Regions from separate parts of the Mus musculus genome. Here all the other regions are linked to region 3. The links are chromatin contacts, called in public Hi-C and HiChIP or PLAC-seq maps. All regions are on one chromosome and are shown on one strand. The core of a region is the stretch at or near the end of the contact, and the rest is flanking DNA. Distances in the headings are between cores, read along the strand shown. Region 1 overlaps Gne (glucosamine (UDP-N-acetyl)-2-epimerase/N-acetylmannosamine kinase). Region 2 holds the start of Gne (glucosamine (UDP-N-acetyl)-2-epimerase/N-acetylmannosamine kinase). Region 3 overlaps Reck (reversion-inducing-cysteine-rich protein with kazal motifs).

Region 1 (3,843 bases), core at 334-2,833, 140 kb before region 3:
GGGAGAAACATGGGAGAGCCACAAGTTAGAAGCCAGCCAGGTCTACATAGTAAGACCTTGTCTCTAAGCCAAAATCAAACACACATTGATCTATCTGATCTCATTAAATGAACAAAGCTGTGGTTTGTTTTCTTTGAGGATAAAGATCTTGTCCGCTGCAGGGCAGTCTTACCAAGAGTGTTTTGTTATCTGCTGGGTTTACGAGTGAGTCGAATCCGGCACACTACTGTTTGTGTGAACACAGCACTCTGCTGTTTGTGTGAACACAGCACTCTGCTGTTGGTGTGAACACAGCACTCTGCTGTTGGTGTGAACACAGCACTCTGCTGTTGGTCTTTCTCTGGACAGTCAAACTACAAGTCACTGTAATGTCCCTGTTTTTATTTAGGGGAGAATGTTCTTCATGTCAGGGATGCTGACACCCAAGATAAAATATTGCAAGCACTACACCTCCAGTTCGGCAAACAGTACCCTTGGTGAGTACAGAGCCTTTCATTTTGGAGTAATTAAAGGGGGAACTGCCCCAGGCACCAACTGAAGCTATGGTCCATCACCGTTTAACCATCTTAACAGACCTTTCCTTCTTCGTTAGCACACCCTAGCAGCTGGAAAGACAGATGTCCAGCTCCAGGTCTCTGCTCAGGTTCCAGTGGAGAACTTTTACAATTTGACTCTGCTAATTACAATAGTACTACCCTACAGTGGGTTTCGCTGGTACAATTTGACTACATACTAGAAAATAATGTATCTGATTTCCTTTCATTTTGGCTGCCCTCCTTTTTATTTCAATATGGTAATTTCTCAGAAATGTAAAGATTAAAACTTCTAAAATAGCAAAAACCCAAATCAAGGCAGAAAGCCCCAAATTCAGGTACTAAATTACAATGTTGTCAAAGGCCCAGCTGTTTCTGGATTTAGCTCTGTGTTGTTAGGATTTGCAGACTTGTTTTCTTTTTATCTTTGTGTTTTGAGACAGGGTCTCTCTCTTATGCAGCACTGGCTGTCCTAGAACTTACTATGTAAGAAGCTAGGCTGGCCTCAGACTCTGAGAGGCCTTCTGCCTCTACCACCCAAGTGCTGGAATTAAAGGTGTGTGTCACCATGCCAGCTCTAGTTTATGTTTTAATTGACAGAAAATAAGTTCATGGAGTGACTTATCATATGTATCACATTTTAAAACACACACACACACACACACATTGTGGGGATATTGTTTTATTGCTTTGTGATGCAACAGACTGAACTTGGGGCCTGCCAGGGAAGTGCTATACCACTAGGTAGTTCCCCAGCCCAGAGGGGTTATTTTAAAAGAGCAAATTATTTCTCCCTGAAAACTGCGATTTCAATGACCTTGGTATCGCCTGAGTGACAAAACCATTCCACTGAACTGACTTCTTTGGATATTGCAGCTCAAAGATATATGGGGATGGGAATGCTGTTCCAAGGATTTTAAAGTTTCTCAAATCCATTGACCTTCAAGAGCCACTACAGAAGAAATTCTGCTTCCCCCCTGTAAAGGAGAACATCTCTCAAGACATTGACCACATCCTGGAAACTCTGAGTGCCTTGGCTGTTGATCTTGGCGGGACAAACCTGAGGGTGGCAATAGTTAGCATGAAGGTAAGCTCACTGCACGACACTCAACTTTTCATCTCTCCTGAGTGGCTGATCCTTAAAATGTGTGCGTGGAAGGCAGAAGGAGGAAGCGCACTGGCATGTGCCGGCATTTGCCCATGGTGCTGTCAGACCCCTCACAACGTGCATCTTGTGCATTTCGTGCAGTCTACCAATTGGTAACATTTCAAGCTGGTGAGGTAGCCAATGCCTATAATCCCAGGACTTAGGAAGCTGAGGCAGCAGGATTCCCGAAAGGTTGAGGGCAGCCTGGGCCACAGTGTGAGACCTTGTATCAAAAAAACCAAAAACACAAGATAAACATTTTGAAGAAGTAAACTGTTAGGGAACCCAAAGCAGTCAATCTTGAGTTGGCAGTGGGGAGGCCCCTTTAAGAGAGGGCTTTGCCACTGCAGGACTGAGTTGAAGACACCTTGATGTGAAGTCCAGTGAGCACTTGCCCACCTGGCTGGGAATCCCCACAGCTGAAGAAACATGCTGCTTCCAGGGAGTGGTCAGCTAGACAGGTCTCCGGTTCATGGTTTCATAGCCTGATCTTGTACCACAAAGGGCCGGGCTCTGGCAGCCTGAGAGCCCCGTCATGAAAACAGCAGACTGTGTTACGGTGATCTCTTACTGACTTAATGAGAAGCAAACCTCCCAGGAAAATCTATTTGCACTATCATAGACATGTAAAATATCAACAACCCTTGAGAAATAGCAAAGAATTTAAACATAAATCATTAGAAATTTAATAATATTAAGTCAATTAATGAAAAGCAAAGCGGAACATACCATGGCTATCTCAAGAGAAGCAAAAGAAACCTTCCTATACTTTAAGAAAAAGTAATAAATTATTCTCCTAACATAGGGTTTTTATTAGTGACCAACAGTGTGGTTTTGCTTATTCTTAGGACTCTGGGTTGTTCTGAATTGTTAGCCTTGTCCCTTCATAGTCTTTTGTATTAATGGACTTTTACATATCAAATATAAGTGACCTTTTTTAGAGGCGAAATTTCAATTGAAATAAAGAGTGGCTTCTGTCCTGTAAGGAATAAAGCAAGGGAAGCAAAATTGGAGATTATACATAGCAAACAATATTATTTATGAGTCATGTGAAGAAATGAACTGGATTGTAGAGTTAGGGGGATCCAGTAAATGGCTGGATATTATGATTAATATGTATCAGAAATTTTCTGGATAATGATTTAAATGAATTTGTGACAAGGATCTTGGGACCCTTTATGTGAATGTCCGTCAATGACTAATGTATCTGTCAAACATTAATATCACTCAGGTGTTGTAAGACTCCAGGTGTCTACCACTGGTAGACTCCTTAGTTTGATGCTGGGGACACTATAGTTATGCTAAGCCACCTCTCTAGCATAATAAAGGCTGGGAAGCACTCCTGTAGAGTTTTTTTTCCTTCTTTTTTTTTTTTTTTTTTTTTTTTTATTCCAAGACAAGGTTTCTCTGTGTAGCCCTGGCTGTCCAGGAACTCATTTTGTAGACCAGGCTGGCCTCGAACTCAGAAATCTGCCTGCCACTGCCTCCTGAGTGCTGGGATTAAAGGCGTGCGCCACCACGCCTGGCGTAGATTTAATTTTAATGATAAACAGCTTTAATTCTTGCATTTGATATGTAAAAATCCATTAATACAAAAGAACATGAAGGGAAAAGTCTACCAATTCGGGAACAACCCAGATTCCTAAGAATAATCAAAACCATAAAACTGTGACTTACATAAATAAAATTCTGAAATTGTGCCAAAGGCCTGAGAAAGCATCCTTGCTGAAAAGGCTGAGTATTTTCTAAATGTCAGTATCTCACAGATTGGCTTATAGATTTAACATAATTATGGTCAACATTTCAATTGGATCTTACAGTTTCATAAAATTATCATACATTATTGAGGTGAAAAAAACAAAAAAACAAAAACCAAACCAAAGCCCTGGAACACCAGGACTAGTTAAGAGGGGCTGTCTCTGCTTTGTGTTAAATCAGGACGAAACTCTGTAAGACGTGGCCATGTGCCAGTCCACAGGGAAATTTGTCCCGAGTTGTGTATGCATACCGTTAATGGCCTCCAGTAGATGACTAAGTGCAAACATTAGGGTAACTATTTATTGCCTCAGTAGTAAAATTTGATAATTGTATCAACCTGGAAAGAGGACTTAGGACCTTTTAATGAACTAGGTGTAGATTGCCTGCCATCGACCAGAAGCCTAA
Region 2 (3,788 bases), core at 764-3,263, 170 kb before region 3:
CTCCTTCAGCCTCCAAAGAGCAGATACCCTGCTACTGCCTGTATGTTGGTTCCCCCAAATTCTGGGCTCACCCCAACCTCTGGAAGCGTAAGATATGGAAGATAAAAGAGTACTAGCACTTTGTTATCAGTGCTAGGAAGCTATAAATATAGCCATTCTTTATTTCTAACTCATAACCCGTCAATAATAAGTCTCATGAGTTTTACATCCAGATGAATTGCATATCTATTTCAGTGGAATTTTCACTGGAACCAACTCTTGACTCTCAACAAATCCATTCAAATCCATTCTCTACCCAACAGCTCAGATGGTATTTAGAAAAAAAAAGTATGATGTGAAATGTGTTGGAAATTGACGTGTTATCAGAGCATTCATGAATGGTGACCTGGTCAACTTACAAATCGATGGTTGCTGATCTCAGACAGAAAGGTAGACAATGTCACCTCAGTGTACAAAACCACTCATTGTCTGTCCTTTCATGATGGGATGACCCTTGCAGGATCCAACATGGCTACACTAATACCATGCAAACCAGAGCTTCATCCTTGACTGAGATAGACCACAAGCTGTAAAAGTCTGATGGGGTCCACATTTAGCTTATAGCAAGAACCCCCAATGGAAGCTGAGGCAGGAGGACTGACGTGGCTTGAGACCAGTCTGGGCTACACAGTCAATCCCGTGCCAGTTTCAGCTAGGTACAGTGTAAGATCCTGTCTCAAAAAAAAAAAAAAAAAAACAACCTAAAAAAGTAGATCTGAAAGTTTCACTTGTGACTTTTTGTTGTTGTTTGAGACACAGGTGCAGCTGTGCTGTTCAGAATACTGTCTAGCTTCTCATTCTCTTGCACCTAGCTGTGGGAAATGTCACCCATGTCAGGAGGTTCACCACGATCTCTAACTTCAGCTCCAGGGTATCTGTTACCCTCTTCTGGACTTTGACATGTGCACTCTAATGTGTACACATCCTCTGCCCCACCCCCCTACCCCATATACATGATAAAAATAAGCTAAAATAAAATCTTAAAAACAAAACAAAACCAACCTTCATCAGGAGCTAGCAGCACAGGCCGCTCCCCACCTTCCTGGGTCTTGGATCTGCAATTAGTCTAGCAGATATTCTTGAGATGTCTGTGTACCTCAATCTATCAGACTATTGAAACTATGGCCTCAAAAAACCCTGAAATTTTCCCCAAGAATCTCATACTCAGAGAAGGAAAAGACCGAATGCTGGTGCTGAAAAGAGACTTCACACGGGACTGACAATTTGTGACTGCCACTTTGCTGGGGAAGTTAGAGTCCAGACAGTGACAGGTGGGCTACAGCTTGCCCTGGACCTCTTAGATGTGCACATCTCGAACTCTATATATTTTAACCTAAAATCTGAGGTCCCAAAATGGATCCAGGGGATATGTCTTTGGATATCTTTGTCCCTCTTCCCAACATGGCCACATTGAATTAACCTCCGTTTTTTTGCTTTTTTTTTTTTTTTTTACTAGTAACTCTGTTCTCATTAACTTATGGAGAACAGGTGACAGAATTTGGCTTCAAGGGGAAAAACTGTGAGGCCCAAATTTGGTAATAGAATTGCCTAGATCCCTGGAGTGACAGATAACTCAGAGCTGACTAGCATGTGTATTGTCACGCTGCACTCAGCCAGAGCCTCGTGGCAGGGGTGGCAAAGCTTAAATTCCAGGGTGCACTCTAGGACTACCGACACTGAGTTGCCTTGGAGTTTGGTCCACGAGATGGCACTCAGCTTGGGTGCAAAGCTAAAACAACCATCTCGTGGGAGAACTCGGGCTTAACTGTGGGCTCTGCCAGAGGAGAGAACACCCTCAGGCGAGAATAAGGGTCAGCAAACCGAGTGGATGCCACTACCAGAGGCGACACGACAGCGGAAGGTGCGCCACACGACTGACCAACAGAAATACGCCAAGGAGGGGCTGGGACCCGGTGCAGGCGGAGCCGGAGCGATCGACCGTTCGGCGCTCCGCGGGAGCCGGGGTGTGCGTTGCGAATGCAGGAGCAATGGCTGGGGCTGGGTCGAGCGCCGAGTCGTCGAGCGGCGCCGGGTAGCGGAAGCCACCGGGTGCGCTTGCCGGGGCCTGCCCTGTGGACCCGCTGGACGCGAGCCTGCCAAGTGCCGAGGTGGCGCCGGAGGGAACTAACCCGGCGGAGGCCACGAGTCAGTCGGTGACTCACGAGCATCGTGCCAGGCTCCGGCACCTCTGCTGCAGCTGTGGGCCTCGCGCTGGGCGTCCGGGTTCTACGCAGCAGGGCGCCTCTCCCGCCCGGTGCGTTGCTCCGGCGTGGGATCCCGGAGCTGTCAGACTCAGCGTGCGGGTGAATGGGGACCGGGGCTTGCAGAGGTAGGCCTGGCCAGGGTCCAGCCCATCCGTGCACGCAGCAGGCGGCACGGCCCTGGGTCCCTGGGCAGAGACGTGAGATAGCTGCGGGGGCCCAGCACTGCCTAGGTGGGGAGAGGGTTTGCACCGAGGGACTTCTTGGAGGCTTGCCCAACTCTGACTGTCTGGACACTCGGTGTCCTTGGAAATTTGATAGACGTTTATATCCGTCCTTGAACAGGCTTGTAAAATTGTTAGAGGAAAGAATAGATCGGCTTTGCACCTCGATAGGAGGGGTGTGGCGGCGGGGAATGGTTTCACAGTAAAGATAATGGTTTAGCCCGACTGTAGGGGCTCTGGAAGGAACATCAAACTGAATTATTATAGCTGGGCAGCAGGGTTCTGAGAACTCTGTACAGCCCTTCCCTTTTTATTGCGGTGAGTTCCATCCGCTCTGAGTGAAAGAAAGGAGTGTCTCAAGTTCTCCGGAAAGGTTTGCACCCGTGGATGTTTGTGGAATATACACACAAGGTAGAGGGTGTGTGCGGCAGTGACCTGCGTGTAGGAAGGTCATCTAGACTTGGCTTTGAATTGAAGTTCTATCAGTCATTAACTAACTGTGATTTAGATCAAGTGGATTTTTTTTTCTACACCTCAGTGTCCCTGTCTGTATAGTAGAGAAAATGAGGATGGAATAACGTGTCTAACGCCGTGTTAGCCCACTGCTGGAGGAAGCACTTAGCAAACGTTTACTTTACTGTTGTTTCTCTGCTGGTGACTGCTTGCACAAGTGTGCTTATACTTTCTCGTGGTTGGGACATTCACTTATCCTTTTGCAGCATTTATAAAAGCACAATTGAGTTGAATGTAGTTTGTGAGCATTGCCATTTCTCGGAGCCAGGGAGATTGCTGCTGCTGCTGCTGCTGCTGCTGCTGGTGTAACGCTTCAAACTTGACTTGAGTTTGGGTGCTCCAAACCCAGTAAAACCGGTCCTATAATTCGAGCAGCTGTAATAACAGCAATCCGGAAGCCTTGGGTTTTTTTGTTTTTTGTTTTTGTTTTGTTTTGTTTGTTTTTGTTTTTGTTTTTAGAGAGCCTGTCTCCAACAAGGTGAAAGAAACGTAGGGGAGAGCTGGTGAGGTTGTTCTGTGTGTGAGACAGGCATAGAATTGATAGATGACTCAAAGGCAGAGAAAGTGAAGTAAAAAGCTCTATTGAAGCAAGCTGACAGCTCCTGGTGGGATGGGATGGGCCCCCGGACTTGGAAGTTCTGGCAGGTGGACTCTGGGTTGGGCATTTTATAAGACCCCATTTCCCTAATTGTCTGGTCCTCCGGCCCAAGGGTGGCCTTTCCTTTCTGCTTGTTTTTGTTTGTTTGGGTGTTTGCTGTTGTGTTCCTGTCACTCATACCAGATCTTACAGAAGCGTGCCCCTGTGCTCCTT
Region 3 (3,911 bases), core at 1,023-3,522:
GACAACTGCAGAGCTCTGCTCCAGGGACTCAGGCCAGTATTAACTAAGATATACTTAGGAGATACACACACTCTCTCTCTCTCACACACACACATACACACACACATACATACATTTTTAATTACCTCCAAAGGGAGGTAATACTTTAAATCTATCTCCCTTCCCTTCCCTTCCCTTCCCTTCCCTTCCCTTCCCTTCCCTTCCCTTCCCTTCCCTTCCCTTCCCTTCCTTTATTGTTTTTTAAGACAGGGTTTCTCTCTACATAGCCCTGGCTGTCTTGGAACTCACTATGTATATCAGGCTAGCCACAAACTCACAGAGACCTCCCTGCCATTGCCTCCTGAGTCCTGGGATTGAGGTATGTACCGCCACACCTGACAGTAGATAACTCTTTAGGGTATAATAGTTAGTGATCCATGGGAGATGATTTGGAAGAGGGGATCTGTTGGATTTTATTTGATTATATCTGGGAAGACTGTACTCAGCAAGAAGTGTAGAAAGATGACGACTGTGTGTTTTGGTGTGTGTGTGTGTTGCATGCCTTTAATGAATCTGTTGTTTAAGGCCAATCTGGTCTACATAGTGAGTTTCAGACCAGCCAGGGCTACATAGTGAAATCTTATCTCAAAAAGAAAGTTGGCAGAGAAGATTCTAGAATTGTCATTAAATAGGAGTAATTAAAGATATGGGGTCTGGGCTAGGGAAGTGGCTTCGTGATAGAGCATGATACCCTGGCCTCTACTCCTGGTACGACAAAAACAAACAACAAAGCATGAGAAAATAAGCCACCCAGAGAAAGGCCATTTAAGACGAGACAAGATCTCGGCTAGTCTGATACGACCAAGACCGTAGGCATACTCTTACACAGCTAAGGTATGGACGAGAAAAGAAAAGAACCAGGAACAAGGACATCAAACAGGAGTTTCTCCTAGGACAATGCTAAACAACAGAGCAGTGCACCCCAGCAAGTCTTACTATGGTAAGCCAGTACTGCAGGACCCAACAGGTTTCGCTCTTTTTGGAGCTCATCAGCTGCAGGTAACGGCCAGATCTGATATATACACCTCTGTGGAGGGTCACCATTCCTTAAGTTTCCCATCACACTCTGCTATTTACTCCAACAACTCTTGGCACTTCCTCAGTGTGAACTGATACATACTTTATATTTAGACTCTTACACTTTGTGTATGTGTAAGAGCAAGTGTGTACCCACTAGGGATCGAGCCAAGGGCTTCTAAGCCACATCTCCAACCTGTGTACTTTTATTAAAATAGCCAAAAGCTGTGTGAGGACAGCACAGCTGTCCAAAGCCTATGCTGTTAGCTGTCCCACCAGAACCACTGCAGCAGACTGACATTACACTACAGCTTAGGGGACCTCCAGCTGCCAGTGACATGGCTGGTTCTGCTTTTTCTGGTCCCTTAGACTGTTCCCCACCTCCCTTCTTTTATGCTTCTAACACAAAGTAACTCTAGAACCACGGTTAATTTGATGCAAACACATCTTTCAGCATACATTTACTGAATACTCGCTGCGGACCTGGCACAACCCCAGCAGGCATAAACAAACACATACTCAACACTGGCGTCCAGGGCAGAGTGAAGTGCACGCTAAAGGTGGTAAGAGTGGGTGAGGACTACATACACATTTCCTTTCTATACAAAAAACATTTCTGGGAACCGCAGGAAATAGATGGCTGTAGAAGATGACATGGGAAAGACTTGATTACATGCTATTCTCAACTGTGAACCACATGAATAATAAAAAAATACAGTTTTACACAAACCTGCACTTGTCACACGTAGCCATGTGCTGGCAGTGGTGCAGACAGCTGTAAGGTGGAACTCGCCTTAGGCTCTGTGGTCTAGGGCCTCTGTGCTGCCTTTATCTTAGCATTCTCACAGACCCAGTGGTCATCAGCAGAACAATCTAGTTATATTAGCATCCATCGCATGCATGCCTCACGACTTAGTGGCAACAGAGGGTGTTGGGTCCTGTAGGGTTAGAGTTACAGATGGTCGTGGGCAGCCATGTGGTGCTAGGAATTGAATCTAGGTCCTTTGTAAAAGCAGCAAGTGGTCTGAACCACCGAGCCTACTCTTCAGCTTCTTAAACCTTAAAAAAAAGGCCAATCTGAGAGATGAGATCTCACCCTGGGTTTTCTTTACTGTTTGTCGCCTTCTTTAAAGAAAACCGTCAAAGAACTACACTGAGGAAAGGAAGTAAGACACAGGAAACGACCGTTCTGTGTGTGGCCTGTCTGGAAAGCCCAGAGCAGCAGTGAGGAGAGGAAGAGGCAGACAGGAGCATGGAGGTCTGCGGGCAGCTGAAGCGCTCACTTCAGTGGCTTGAGCAGCAAATGGGAAGGCCACATTAGGATTTGTAAATTTGTGTGCTACCTTAATGTCCTGAACTAAAATTTAAACTCATAATTTTATCACCATCACCAGGTCTCTGGACATTTTGCTACCTTCACATCCCTCACAGAATTTATCAATGTCTCCTCTGACAGTCAAGGAAAAAATAACAATAATCTGAAATTCTAAAAATTACCAAACTGGTATCCAAAAGAAAAGGTTCACAGATAAGTTGTTGACAAAGATGGTTTGAAAGACCACTATAGGTTATGTCTCATATCTCACAGAAAACAGTTTCTCAGTTTGCTGAGTTTTAATCAGGTTAGTCACAGAGCGGCCTCCCAGTCCCAGCACATTTTTAGTTTACATAAAAGTAATAGGTTTCACCGCGACAGTGTCACACATGCACGTGCACACACACGGATCATTATATTTTGTTCTCACTTGCCCCCTACTCTCTCACTTAATCCCACTCTCCTCTCCAACCATCTTAATGATGCATTATTTCCTGAAATCCTTTTGGATACAAAATTCTAGATTAACAGCTATTTTCTTTAAGAACCATGTAAATAATGTCTTCTGCCTTCTTTTGTTACTTCTGAGAAATCAGCTATTGGTCATTTTTGAAAGAAAGTTTTTTTTAAAATTCTTTTTAATGTAAGTGATGAGGTTGATGACAATGATGCTATAATATGTAGATACAATCTCTTTGGTTGTTTTTTGTTTTGTTTTTTCGAGACAGGGTTTCTCTGTGTAGTCCTGGCTGTCCTGGAACTCACTCTGTAGACCAGGCTGGCCTCGAATTCAGAAATCCGCCTGCCTCTGCCTCCCGAGTGCTGGGATTAAAGGCGTGTGCCACCACCGCCCGGCTGTAGATACAATCTCTTGCAGCCTGGGCTGACTTGAACTCACTTGAGTATGAACCTGAACATAATCCTCCTGAGTCTATCTGGACTCACAGGACAGAAACACTACCCCAGCTTCCGCTATGTTTTTATTTCTTCAATTAAATTTTTATTTTATGAAATTCTTTCCAACTATACTTGCTCTGTGTATTTTCAGGATCTTGTTTCTTACCCATATTAAATATCTTATGGTCTGCATGTGAGAGTCTCTATAGCGCAGGCGCCTGGGCCTATGCTGTTCACTACTGTTCCTACATGTGAATCTCTATAGCAGGCACCTGAGGTTTATTCTGTTCCCCACTGTTCCTGCTGGCTCTTGTCTCATGGCCTTGTTCTCTAGTAAGGTTTGTGATTTTTTTTTAACTGTGAGTTGCTTACTTTCCTTAGAATTTTATCTGTGGGAGCTTTAAGTCTGGAATAAAATTCCCTTCTTCCAGAGAGAATCTGTGTTATTTGTCTTCGGCATCTAAGAAAGGACTACCATTTTAAAATGATTTTAGATACAGTCTCAGCTTGGGATTTTCTAAGCACCTACTTCGTGTGAGTGACTTAACTAGTAACACCAGTTTTCAAGAGGGACGTTAGGTTTGAGAGGCAGCGTGTTCCTCTACAAAAGGAGACGGTCACAGTTTTGTCCCCCGTATTTCAA

The links. Hi-C and Micro-C count contacts between places; a contact is called where the count stands out from the background. HiChIP or PLAC-seq counts read pairs in DNA pulled down with a chosen protein or histone mark.
Region 1: a BATF HiChIP or PLAC-seq map of CD8 T cells shows a contact between it and region 3, with 8 read pairs. The contact joins two enhancer-like sites. A contact is called at or near these places in 5 of 484 Hi-C or Micro-C datasets (ECoMG-derived neutrophils, the G1E-ER4 cell line, cortical neurons and 2 more), 5 of 115 datasets of contacts at active chromatin or transcription factors (CD8 T cells, T-cell acute lymphoblastic leukemia, embryonic stem cells and 2 more) and 2 of 9 other capture datasets (adipose tissue and embryonic stem cells).
Region 2: a contact with region 3 is called in a Hi-C map of the HPC-7 cell line, with 2.2 times the contacts expected there. The contact joins the promoter of Gne here to the enhancer-like site in region 3. A contact is called at or near these places in 5 of 39 promoter capture datasets (the C10 cell line, embryonic stem cells, hematopoietic stem and progenitor cells and 2 more), 4 of 484 Hi-C or Micro-C datasets (CD8 T cells, DN3 thymocytes, the HPC-7 cell line and 1 more), 7 of 115 datasets of contacts at active chromatin or transcription factors (effector CD8 T cells, embryonic stem cells, large pre-B cells and 2 more) and 2 of 9 other capture datasets (adipose tissue and liver).

What each region holds. Positions count from the first base shown.
Region 1 is chr4:44,042,536-44,046,378 of GRCm38.p6, reverse strand. Gne (glucosamine (UDP-N-acetyl)-2-epimerase/N-acetylmannosamine kinase) reads left to right here. Exons shown (of 12, transcript NM_001190414.2): 6 at 389-476; 7 at 1,410-1,620. Among named protein-coding and RNA genes, the nearest start is that of Gne, 28 kb to the left of the region's middle. Within about 2 kb of position 1,583, at least 28 of the 459 cell types and tissues checked have an H3K27ac peak or open chromatin away from gene starts, as enhancers often do. A contact at or near this core is called in CD8 T cells, memory CD8 T cells and regulatory T cells, where this site is marked.
Region 2 is chr4:44,070,942-44,074,729 of GRCm38.p6, reverse strand. It overlaps Gne (glucosamine (UDP-N-acetyl)-2-epimerase/N-acetylmannosamine kinase), which reads left to right and starts at 2,013. Exons shown (of 12, transcript NM_001190414.2): 1 at 2,013-2,368.
Region 3 is chr4:43,902,217-43,906,127 of GRCm38.p6, reverse strand. All of the region lies in intron 6 of Reck (reversion-inducing-cysteine-rich protein with kazal motifs), which reads right to left. Among named protein-coding and RNA genes, the nearest start is that of Reck, 29 kb to the right of the region's middle. Within about 2 kb of position 2,272, at least 51 of the 459 cell types and tissues checked have an H3K27ac peak or open chromatin away from gene starts, as enhancers often do. A contact at or near this core is called in CD8 T cells, the HPC-7 cell line, Th1 cells and 4 more, where this site is marked.